Linked DNA regions of Mus musculus: regions 1 and 2 are each linked to region 3. Evidence: chromatin contacts called from public Hi-C and Micro-C data. All regions are on one chromosome and are shown on one strand. Each heading gives the region's core, a stretch centred on a gene start, on an enhancer-like site or on the middle of the called end of the contact. The rest is flanking DNA. Distances are from core to core; before and after follow the strand shown. Region 1 has its middle 12 kb from the start of Mettl21c. Region 2 overlaps Tpp2 (tripeptidyl peptidase II). Region 3 holds the start of Uxs1 (UDP-glucuronate decarboxylase 1).

The links. Hi-C and Micro-C count contacts between places; a contact is called where the count stands out from the background.
Region 1: a Hi-C map of regulatory T cells shows a contact between it and region 3, with 1.9 times the contacts expected there. The contact joins the enhancer-like site here to the promoter of Uxs1 in region 3. A contact is called at or near these places in 3 of 39 promoter capture datasets (the 3T3-L1 cell line, cranial neural crest and pre-B cells), 3 of 484 Hi-C or Micro-C datasets (LSK cells, nephron progenitors and regulatory T cells), 5 of 115 datasets of contacts at active chromatin or transcription factors (CD8 T cells, effector CD8 T cells, embryonic stem cells and 1 more) and 2 of 9 other capture datasets (adipose tissue and liver).
Region 2: a contact with region 3 is called in a Micro-C map of embryonic stem cells, with 2.3 times the contacts expected there. The contact joins the enhancer-like site here to the promoter of Uxs1 in region 3. A contact is called at or near these places in 2 of 39 promoter capture datasets (the C10 cell line and cranial neural crest), 1 of 484 Hi-C or Micro-C datasets (embryonic stem cells) and 2 of 9 other capture datasets (adipose tissue and liver).

Annotation. Positions count from the first base shown.
Region 1 is chr1:44,030,266-44,033,821 of GRCm38.p6, reverse strand. It overlaps a transcript of Mettl21c not described here. Among named protein-coding and RNA genes, the nearest start is that of Mettl21c, 12 kb to the right of the region's middle. Within about 2 kb of position 1,436, at least 1 of the 459 cell types and tissues checked has an H3K27ac peak or open chromatin away from gene starts, as enhancers often do. A contact at or near this core is called in regulatory T cells, where this site is marked.
Region 2 is chr1:43,969,850-43,973,629 of GRCm38.p6, reverse strand. It overlaps Tpp2 (tripeptidyl peptidase II), which reads right to left. Exons shown (of 29, transcript NM_001310540.1): 12 at 3,114-3,229; 13 at 1,898-2,066; 14 at 943-1,100; 15 at 110-186. Among named protein-coding and RNA genes, the nearest start is that of Tpp2, 38 kb to the right of the region's middle. Within about 2 kb of position 2,334, at least 18 of the 459 cell types and tissues checked have an H3K27ac peak or open chromatin away from gene starts, as enhancers often do. A contact at or near this core is called in embryonic stem cells, where this site is marked.
Region 3 is chr1:43,825,771-43,829,677 of GRCm38.p6, reverse strand. It overlaps Uxs1 (UDP-glucuronate decarboxylase 1), which reads left to right and starts at 1,839. Exons shown (of 15, transcript NM_026430.4): 1 at 1,839-2,063. The coding sequence starts at 1,970.

The DNA.
Region 1 (3,556 bases), core at 187-2,686, 200 kb before region 3:
ATAGATGGAGAACCCCAGGGAGCAGAAGGCCTGGCCACTTGTGCACCTTACAGCATGGCTATTGTCTTACACTCCCTAAACACAATTATCAAAATTGGGGCCTAAATAATAAGTAAAAAAAATGTAGATAATGCTATGGCCAGTGTTGCCTGTTGGTGCAATCATATCCATATGGGCAACTGATAATTTTTATGTTTATGGGAATTGTTCATGTAATTTTTGAGCCAGAGCCTCTTGTATGTAGCCCATCCTGGCTTCACATTTGCTAGGTAGTCAAAGGCAATCTTCAACTTTTGGCCCTCTTGCCGAACCTTGCTGGGATGCTGTGGTAATAGGCATGTGCCTATTATCTTAGTTTTACCTGGTGCTGAGGACTAAACACAGGACATGGTGCACACTGAGCAAGCCCCTGACTGAGCTACACTCCCCAAACACTATAATTTCTTTTAAAAAAACAAGGTGGTGTTCACTGTTCGTCTTTCTTTTATTCAAAATTGTTTATAGTATCTGATAACATATCCCCTTCCAATAAATAAAAATATTAACTGTAACAAAAAATTAGATTAAGGTTCATTTATTCTACTCAGTTATTACAGTCATCTCTATGAATCAAACCGAAACTCTCTCCGCTGCTGTGAAAGGGCAAGACAGTAAGAATGAAGTTTCCTTCAACTTGTACTCTTTCTGAGGTTATTTAGGTTTTACTAAAATTTTACCTCCTTGAGAATGAGTTCTGTGCAAAATTACTGAACTCTACTTTAGAAACCCAAAGTCGAGATGTCCCAGCTAAGTTGTATTAGCTTCTGTCACACTGTCCGCTTGTGAAAACCTCTTTCAGGTCTTTGCTTATCTCAGTTTATGTTTCTCAAACTGCTTGCTTTTGTAAAATCTCTCCTGCATCACCGATGTGAGATATAAGGATATGGTTTTTGCCTTAAAAAAATACAAGACAAACAAACCAAACAAACCCATATCCAAACATTTGAAGTTACAGTTGGGTCCCAAAATCCTTAGGTGTAGTCGCAGCTGGCTGGAATAAAGACTTCAGTGGTCACCTTGGGTGGGCTCCCAGTAATACTACGACTTTCCCTTCTTGACATTGTCTACCCAGCAACCAGACCAACTGTCTTATAGAATATTCTACATTTTGATTTGTTTCTTTGCTCACTTGTGGTTTAATTTAACTTCTTTCTCTTTCCCTTGTGTTTCCCCAGACACTTGACTAGATCAAGTTCAAATTCATTTTGTTCTTGTTTTGTTTGGCAAGAATACATCATAGTTGGTGCTCTGTGCCTCATGTTCAATTACACCAGGAGACAACTAATGCCTGGTTTCTATTTTTAGTGGTACTAAGATTGATCAAAGCATTCAAGTGGTGACAGCCTAATACCTCTATTGTAATTTCCCACCTTTGCTCAGTGATGTTATCCTTTTACAATTGGTGTATGACTGGTGTGAGATGGAATCCCAGGGTTGTTTTGGTTTCGTTTCTCTGATGACTAAGGATGTTGAACATTTCTTTAGGTGCTTCTCAGCCATTCGAGTTTACTCAGTTGAGAATTCTGTCTACCTCTGTTCTCCAATTTTTAATGGGATTACTTGGTTCTCTGGAGTCTAACTTCATGAGTTCTTCGTATATATTGGATAGTAGCCCTCTAGCAGATGTAGGGTTGATAAAGATCTTTTCCCAATCTGTTGATTGCCATTTTGTCCTACTGACAGTGTCCTTTGCCTTACAGAAGCTTTGCAATTTTATGAGGTTCCATCTATCTATAGTTGATCTTATAGCATAAGCCATTAGTGTTCTGCTCAGGAAACTTTCTCCTGTGCCACATGTTTGAGGCTCCTCTACTTTCTCTTCTATTAAGTTCAGTGTATCTGGTTTTATGTGGAGGTCCTTGATCAACTTGGACTTGACCAAGGAGATAAGAATGGATTGATTTGCATTTTTCTGCATGCAGACCAACAGTTGAACCAGCACCATTTTTTGAAAGTGCTGTCTTTTGCCACTGAGTGATATTAGCTTCTTTGTCAAAGATCAAATGATCATAGGTGTGTGGGTTCATTTCTGGGTCTTCAATTCTATTCCACTGATGAGTATAGATTTTTGTAGTAGGATCTAATTATTTTTTTAATTTCCTCAGTTTCTGTTGTTGTCTCCCTTTTCATTTCTGATTTTATTAATTTAAATACTATCTCTGTGCCCTCTAGTTAATTTGGCTAAGGGTTTATCTATCTTGTTGATTTCCTCAAAAAGCCAGCTTTTTGTTTTGTTGATTCTTTGTGTAGTTCTCTTTGTTTCTACTTGGTTGATTTCAGCCTTGAGTTTGATTATTTCCCGCTGTCTTCTCCTCTTGGATGTATTTGCTTCTTTTTGTTCTAGAGCTTTTAGATGTGCTGTAAATCTGCTAGTGTGTGAACTCTCATAGAATTCTGCACTGAAAATGAATATGTTTATCATATCTACATGAATTTGAGCATTTTTATGGGTAAAGTCACTTATTTGTTTATTTATTTGTTGTTTCAAGACAGTTGTTCTCTGTGTAGCCTTGGCTGTTTTGGAACTCACTCAGTAGACCACGCTGGCCTTAAACCCAGAGATTGGCCTGCTTGTGCTTCCTGGGTGCTGTAATTAAAGGCATCACAGCCAGGTTTAAGTGTTTTTAAAGATTTTTTTTTTAAGTTTTTAACTTCATATTTTGCATATTTCTCTAAATTTTCTAAAACTTGAATGCTAGTCAATTTTAGGTGTCTTTTAAAAGTTATTTGTCAGAGATTTAACAATTTCTTTCCTAGCTTGCTAAGTCCTATTGTATCCTCATGTATTATTTAAATATTATGTGGTTAAGTGTAATCATCTTTTGTAAATAGACTTTGAACTAAATCATTGTGAAAATGTTTTTTTTAATTCAAACTCACAAAGAAATTGACCTATGCTTGTTTCTAGTACTTAATTTTCTAGTCATTTAAAGTCAATGTATAGTTTAGTCATTAGGAATGTGTCCTTGGGAATACTCCTCTTAGATACCTGTGAGGGTCAACCCACAGAACACTGTGTGGACCTGAATGTACTAGGAGATGTGTAGCATTAGTAAAGCACACTTATGGTTGTGCAAAGAGGTATTTACAAAGAGTATTCAAATGTGGGACAGCTCCTGAGGAAGGAAGAAAGACATGCCCTGACTGTGGGCAGCACCTTTCAACAAGTTAGGAACCAGAGGGATAAAAAGCTAGATAGAGATAGGATTCCGATAACATATACATTCAAACTGCCCCCTCCTCTCATCTTCACTGAAGGCTCTTTCTGTCAGATATCCCTATACAAGATATCCTTGTTAAAAAAAATTACAAATTCTAGCTACCCCATATAAAAGACACTGAATCCTGGTATTTATTTACAAGCTAGAAGCCTAGATAGGGCAGCTTTTGGAGCTATTTTAACTTACACCCCAGCTATGTGTCCCTTGTTACTTGCTGTTTCTCCTGTGCTCATTGTCCATCTACTTTAATGGCAGCTTCCTTCTCTCTTTTTGTCCTTTCTCCTTTCCCCCTCTCT
Region 2 (3,780 bases), core at 1,085-3,584, 140 kb before region 3:
TTAATATTTCTAGTTACTTGCTTCTAAGCAATCCTCCAAAAATCAATACTGTATTACAATATAGGCATTAACAATGTATACATAATAATAAACTAAACATCTTACTTACTTTGCTGCTATAACTGCAGTGATTGGAACTCTGAATAAAGGACCTGCATTGGGGGATGCTATATCATAGCCACATACCTTGAAGAAAGAATGGTAAGTTTCAACACCCATGAAAAAAGTTGCAAAACATAAGTAAAAGGTGTAATGTAAGCATAGAATAATCTAGTCTTAAAATTTAAAGATCTAGCAGGTAAGTTAATACTAGATTACTGACATTAATTCATATAACAACCCAAAGCAAATAGCAACCAAATAGCAAATCATGACTGAGATGAACAGGTAACAAGGTATCAAGTTTAAAAAAATATAAAGATTAGCTATATGACACTATTCTGTGTTTATTTACAACTGTCAGGTTTAACAAATGTTTCCTCTAAATAGTAAAGCTAACTACAGCACAAGTTTAGCTACACTGCATAATTAACAAAGTACAGAGGCCTGATCAAAAAGGCTTTGCGTAGCCAGGCGTGGTGGCGCATGCCTTTAGTCCCAGCACTCGGGAGGCAGAGGCAGGCAGATTTCTGAATTTGTGGCCAGCCTGGTCTATAAAGTGAGTTCTAGGGACAGCCAGAGCTATACAGAGAAACCCTGTCTCGAAAAACCAAAAAAAAAAAAAAAAAAAAAAAAAGGCTTTGCTATTTCTATCTCCCTCAGCCTTCTTCACAGAAGAATGCAACACTATATAACTAACTGCTTAAATGGATACAGAAAAGTTAGAAAATCTAGTAAGTGAAAAGGTTAGATTTTTAATGAGAGAAAACACATCAGAGATTATTTACTTTCACCTTCTCAAACATTTCAAAGAGAAAAGAAAAACAATAGATGTTACAATACCTCTGTATAATGTAACCCTTCTCTTAAGCCCCTGGGGTCCACACGTATGTTTATGTGCCGACACTGATTCATGAGTTCCAAATGGCTGGGACACTGAACCCAAGATGAATTTGAAGTTAAAGCTAAATGAAGCTGAAAGGATATTTTTTCAGAGTTTTCTGGCATTAAAAAAAAAAAAATTAAGACTCAGCATTTCCTCTTTTTCTAGTTTGGTCAACTGTATAATACATTAGATAGGATACCAAAATTATAACTTAAATAAAAATGCAGAATCTTCTTGTGATTCACACATATTTTCATCCATCACTGCTAAGCCTTATAAACAGTTTAGTGGACCTTTTGTATCATTGCACGTAGAGATCAAGCAGCTGACTAAAATAAACTGCCAGATACAAAACAACAGTTCCTCACCAACTCACAGCTGTGTTTACTTCCCACACTCACCTAAAGCTCTGCCTTCTATCCAAGGAATGAGATATGGAAAGAAAATAAACTATAATTTTATTATAGGCTTAATAAATTATGGGCCACTGAAGGCCGGGGCCCACTCTTTTCCTTCATTGTCAAGATCCTGAATGAACTGCCATGGTACTGGGGTCTCTAATAAATATTTTCCACCAAATCTATTAAATTTTAAAATAATCACTTGTTAATTTGTATTTTCTCCTAAGAACAGTGAGTGGTTTGGGTCATGACAAATCTTTCAGTGACTGCCTAAGACCATCAGAAAACACAGATATTTACATTACAATTCATAACTAACAAAATTATAGTTATAATTTTATGGTTGGGAGTCACCACAACATGAGGAATTGTATTAAAGGGTAACAGTATTAGGAAGGTGGGTAAACATTACTTTAGACATCAGACAAGCAAAGCAGCATTCTTCTTTTATTTACCATTCATTTAAGCCACAAATACAAATGCTTCTGCTTACTGCCACCCTAGTACTTACCTGTGTTCTCTGGAAATACAGGCTCAATGCCAACACCATGATCTGAAGGAGCAGCCACCTGGACAGGATCTCGGAGGTAGATACCACGGTTATTTCCAACAGTAACTGTAAAACCTAATCTGTTAGCAAATGATGTATTTTGAATGAGGTAGTCATAAGCTTTGTCAACCTAAAAGAATATAAATGGTAGCATGTAAATGGCTAGGTAAAGAAAATATTTTATTACAAATTATGCATCAGTCTTAATTAATCTGGACCCCCGAGATCTTTCAAACACTGGACCACCAAACAGGTAGCATACACCAGCTTATATGAGGCCCCCAACACACATTCAATAGAGGACTTCCGAGTCTGTGTTCAAACAGAGATGATACACCTAACAACCCTCAAGAGACTGCAGGCCCCAGGGAGTTTAGAGGTCAGGTGGGGTGGAGGGTGGGGTCATCCACGTGGAGACAGGGTGTGGTCAGGAGGTGTGGAATGTGAAGCAGTTGAAGGGTGGTAGGGGAGGGGCAGGAAATGGAATATGGAGTGTAAAAAATGAATTACAAATAAAATTAAATTAAAACCAACAAATTATGCATCAATTAAATTTTAGCTGTAGCAAAGCTAATCTCTATATTCATTTCTCTAAAATAAATCAATAACACAGTTAAGATGGCAAATCAGCTGGGTAGTGGTAGCCCATGCCTTTAATCCCAGCATGTGGGAGACAGGGAGATCTCTATGTTTTGAAGCCAACCTGGGCTACAGAGCTAGTTCCAGGACAACCAGGGCTACAAAGAAACCTTGTCTCAAAAAACCAACAACAACAACAACAACAAAAACCAAAGGGGGGTGGGGTGGGGAGGGAAAGAGAAAGGAAAGGAAAAGTAAATTTGTGCTTTTAAAGAAAATACCATTCTGAAATTTAATTGATGCATAGTTTCTACTTCAGTCTGCATTCACAGTTATTCTCACATGAGCTAAGATCACTCGGTAACTTACGTCTGACTTTTAAACACTTTGATTTTCTAATCTCTATATACTCCAAATGTTTCTTTTACTTAAATGCAGTTAATCTCTTTTACCTACAAAGAGCCTTTGTGCCCTTTTTGATTATAGTTCTATAATGGCCACATCTAAAGTTTAGACATGCTGAATCACTATTACAGAGCAATATTTACAACATTATCTCAATGCTTTCTAGTTATTTTAGTACACAGACAACAAGTACCTGAATAATTCCATGTCCTTGGGCAAATACTTCTATATTGTCAGCTTTTATTGCAGTATTTTCTAGAGCTCTTCTGACTGAGTGTACAGTATAGTCAACATTATTTGCTTTCAGCCCTAAAAACAAACAAACAAACACCTAAGAAACTAATGTTAATGAACTCACTAGTTGAAACACTCTCCCTTCACCAAGATGTTAATATGTATTCTTTTCTGCTGTTTTCTTTTAACACTCACTTCTAAATGTTTTCTTAAAAATTAAAGTTGAAAAAAAAAATTAAAGTTGATTTAAACTGCTTGCATCACACAAGTACTTTAAGAAAAAAATTCATTGCATGCCAACCCACAATCACATCAATGCAGGCTACGTAGATATGACATGGATGTACCAAGCAGGCATCTTAGGGGCATTGTAATGGCATTTTCTTTAAAATATCATAGATTCAGCACTATAGTTGGTAACAGCAATTTTCAACTCAATTATATTTTATAATTACCAGTGGAACTTAAACAAATCAAAAACACCTGTCATGTTTCACAGCAGACCAGACTCTTCAATGACTTAAGTACCATGTGATTACAGCGTAGAACCAGATTTCAAACACAGAAGGCTATTGCCAATATATTATCCACCAGTAATATATTGTAATGTGCCAAAAAAAAAAAAA
Region 3 (3,907 bases), core at 590-3,089:
CAAGCACAGGAAGTATGATAGTAAAGTACCTACTCTTGTATGTGTCCACATACATGTTGTCTTTCAAAATTATCACCTTAAAATGAACAATCTGCTGTTCTTCCCACATGCTCTCTTTTATATATGACTTGATGTTTCTTACTATGTTATAAGCTGTATAGTTGTATGGTGATTCCCTCCCTCCATTTGACTCAGTTCAGTACCATCTCCTTCCCCTGTCTATGCCCTTGACTATGTGTCTTTGTCAATGGAGACAAACAGGGAAGAACATGAGGAGAGAGACTATTTTATGGAGGTTTTTCATGTTTCAGCAGCTTGCTTCTTTGGAGCTCTCGTAGTAATTATAATCCAGTTGCACTCCAGAAAACCCCATCAGAGCAGATATACCTACCCAGCTCCACAGCCCCTAGTGCACAGGGAATATCATTCAACTCCATTTCCTTTCCTGGATGCACTTAAGATATACACCATAGATCTGTACAATGTTACAGACAAAAGGGTATGCATTTATTATGACAATTTCCTGACAGATGGATGGAAGGTATCTTAAGGAAAGAGGACTTTTCTGATTCTATCAAATACCCTAAGGCCTAGCAGAACATGTGTTTCTGAAGACTCTTTGTATGCATTCCCTTAGGATATAGCTTGACAGGTACAATACAGTACTGGGTGATACAGTCCAAAATCAACTGATTAATTCACCATTTCCTATCACTATTGCTCAAAGCAAAGTTTTATGGGTCACTTTTAGGAACCTCTGTGTTCTACACTATTAATGTAGTTACTTTTGACAAGAGTCTGCCTATTTGATAGGATGTGGAGCTTTTGCTCTAAATTGTCCTTTCAATGGATAGTTTTTAGTTCTTAAAACTCACCAGAAAATTCCTGAATTGGAAATGACTTACAGATGGAGACATGAAAATCCAGAGTCACAGTCTCCGGTCTATGTTCTTCCCTCCTTAACCATGCAGACATCCCAACATTACAGTACACTCATACAATCTGAAGATGGCAACCCTTTCTTCATAGGTCTTCAAGCAGCCCTCATGTTTCTATCTTTTATCAGGGTTGTTATGAATGTGAAACTGTCTGCCAACACTGAGTCTCATTAATATTCAAACATCTGAGAGGAAAAGTACCTCAGATCTCATTGTGCTATGCTTAAGGAGAAGACATAACCAGAGCATTCTGTCTCGCTTTTGGTAACTATGATCAGGCAAAGTGTCTGTTGTTCTGAAATTATTCCCATACACTTTGTACCAGAAATGATCCCTGCTCATTTCTGCTGTTCCCACTGCAGTGTGGTTTGTCCTAAATTCCAACGATTAACAACCTCTTCATGATAATATACCCTTCATCTTTAAAATAAAGAAAATGAAGAGAAGTGTTGTCGATTCACCGGCGCGTTTGGGATTTATCACTTTCCTGCCTTGCAAAAAGAACAGCTAAGAAGGCAACTTACTAGCCCCGCACTCATAGAAACTCAACTGTTCACTGTCAAGACACACCAATTACAGCAAACCAGTTCTTCATCTCCAACAGCGCGAGGCCACAGCCCAGCCGGCCGTGTAGGACTAAGAACGCGCAAGCGCCCTGCAAGTTGCAGGCGAACTTCCGAGATCCGCGCCAAACGTCGAACGCTACCCCAGCAGCGAAAAGGGGGCAAGCACACTGGGCTGCGCATGCGCGCTCCGAGCCACCCACTGTGCCCACCCATCCCTGGTTGATTGACACCATCCTGAAAACTCAGGGATTACACTGCGCTTGCGGGGAAAAGGAGGATGAGGGCGGGGCACGGCTGTGGGCGGAGCCGGAGGCCGGGACCCAGCCGCGCGAGCGCAGTGGTTTAGCCGGCAGGAAGCCGGGCGCGCGGGGGTGGGGCTGGTGCACGGGGGCGGGGCTCGGGCCGCCGCGCATTGTGCTGCGGCTGGCCGGCGCGGCAGGCCCCGGACCCGAGCGGTTCCCGGGCATGGTGAGCAAGGGGCTGTTGCGCCTTGTCTCTTCAGTCAACCGCAGGAGGATGAAGCTTCTGCTCGGCATCGCGCTGTTCGCCTACGCCGCCTGTGAGTGCGTGCGCGGTGGGCGGGAGCCCATTCATTCCCGCGCGGCGGGGAGCGGGCGCTGCGGCCGAGCAGCAGGCTGTTCAGGGCCGGGGACCGGTTCACAGCTTCCACGAGGCTGAACTTGTGCTGTGGAGCCGCTGGCCGCTTTGCTTGCTGCCCGCTTCCGCGTAGGCCCGGCGTCGGACCGGTGGCCGGTGTTGGGGCCTTTGCCCGGGACGCGGTGGACACGTTCCCCGAGCTGTAGACACTGCGGACTCGGCCAACCTCGCAGCGCCCGCCAGCTCGTACTGACCCGAACCGCTGTGCTGTGCTGTCCACAGCACCCAGGGTTAGGGTTAGGGTGAACCTGGAGAGTGCGGCGCGGGGACATCCTTGGGGACGGTGCTGGTTAAGTAGGATAAAAATATTATAGCTATTGGCAGGGTCCCTGCTCCGACTGTTTGCTCCGCAGGAAAATTACTCAGCAGCTGAGTGTTGCCATTCTCCGTGGATGCCCTGTGTGGCCATGCTCTGATATCCTGTCTCACACTCCCCGCTCCCCACTCTCCTCCCGCGCCACCAGGTACTCCTCCAGCGTGTCGCGGAAGGAGGCACAGCATAGGGGGCAGGCGGGGCGGGTGTCAATTGGATCCTTAGCCTGTTTATCTTGAGGGGCCCTCAGCTTCTCAGAGAAGGCAAAGTCTAGTTTTTTGGTGTTTGTTTGTTTGTTTTTGCTCTGTGCAACTGGATATAACAGCTATTACTACTTTACCAAGTACCAAAATTGGGCTAAAAATAGCTCTCAGAGTGAGTGAGCTCCTTCTGAATCCTGGCCACCCAGGCAAACATACTCGAATGAAAACTGCTAAGTGATTGAGTTTCCAGGGTCTGATTCCCAGGTGAGTAGGTACTTTGGAACGTGGGTTCAACTGATGGGATGATGGTGTTAGTAGGATGCAGACTGGCTGCTACAGCTCAGCTGTTGCAAGAGGAGGAGGAGGAGGAGGAGGAGGAGGAGGAGGAGGAGGAGGAGGAGGAGGAGCAGGAGGAGGAGGAGCAGCAGCAGCAGCAGCAGCAGCAGCAGCAGCAGCAGCAGCCAGGAAGCTCTGGAAAGGCTTCTGGTTGCTAGGAGAAGTTTTAGATCTGGGTGGCTTGGTAGATTTGATTGGTTTCAGCAAGGAAGGAAGAATTAACTTCAAGTGTGGTCTGTATTGAAGAAGATGATTATTCAAGAAAAAGACCCCTTACAGCTGAGTAATTATTACTGTTTTATTAGTAATGCCTAAGTTAGCTGAGTGCTTAACTGTATGTATAGGTATGATCCTTATCCTGCCAGGGGTAATACAGGTAAATATGAATAGTAATAGTGTTTTATGGGTGAGAAAATTAAAAGCATGAGGGATTAGCACCTTTATCAATCTTAGAGGGCCAAGATTCATTCCAGCCCGAAAGGCAGTGATCTGGGTCTAGAAGTCAGGTCTCTGGATAGCAATTTCAGGGCTGATTTACTTAGGGAGGGATACCGAAGTGAGGCATAGGTGTTTAGAATTGATAATAGGGAATTTATGAAGCTATAGCAAGAGTTTTCATTTGACCATCATGTTTCTCTCAGTTGTTAACATTGTCAGTTGTAGACAGTGGTAACAGGGCACAGCATGAAGTGCAGAAACATCAGGGTTTTGCCTTGATGGTACAGAACATAGACCCAGTAGTTCAGCACACTCTTGAGTGCATCAGAGTCATCCAGTAGGGTTTTAAAACAGTTTGTTCTGTGTTCAGCGGTTCTGGGATGTGGCCTGATAATTTCCATTTTCAATAGCTTGGTTTATCGAGTAGTTTCTTGTTTGTCTTTTATTTATATTTGT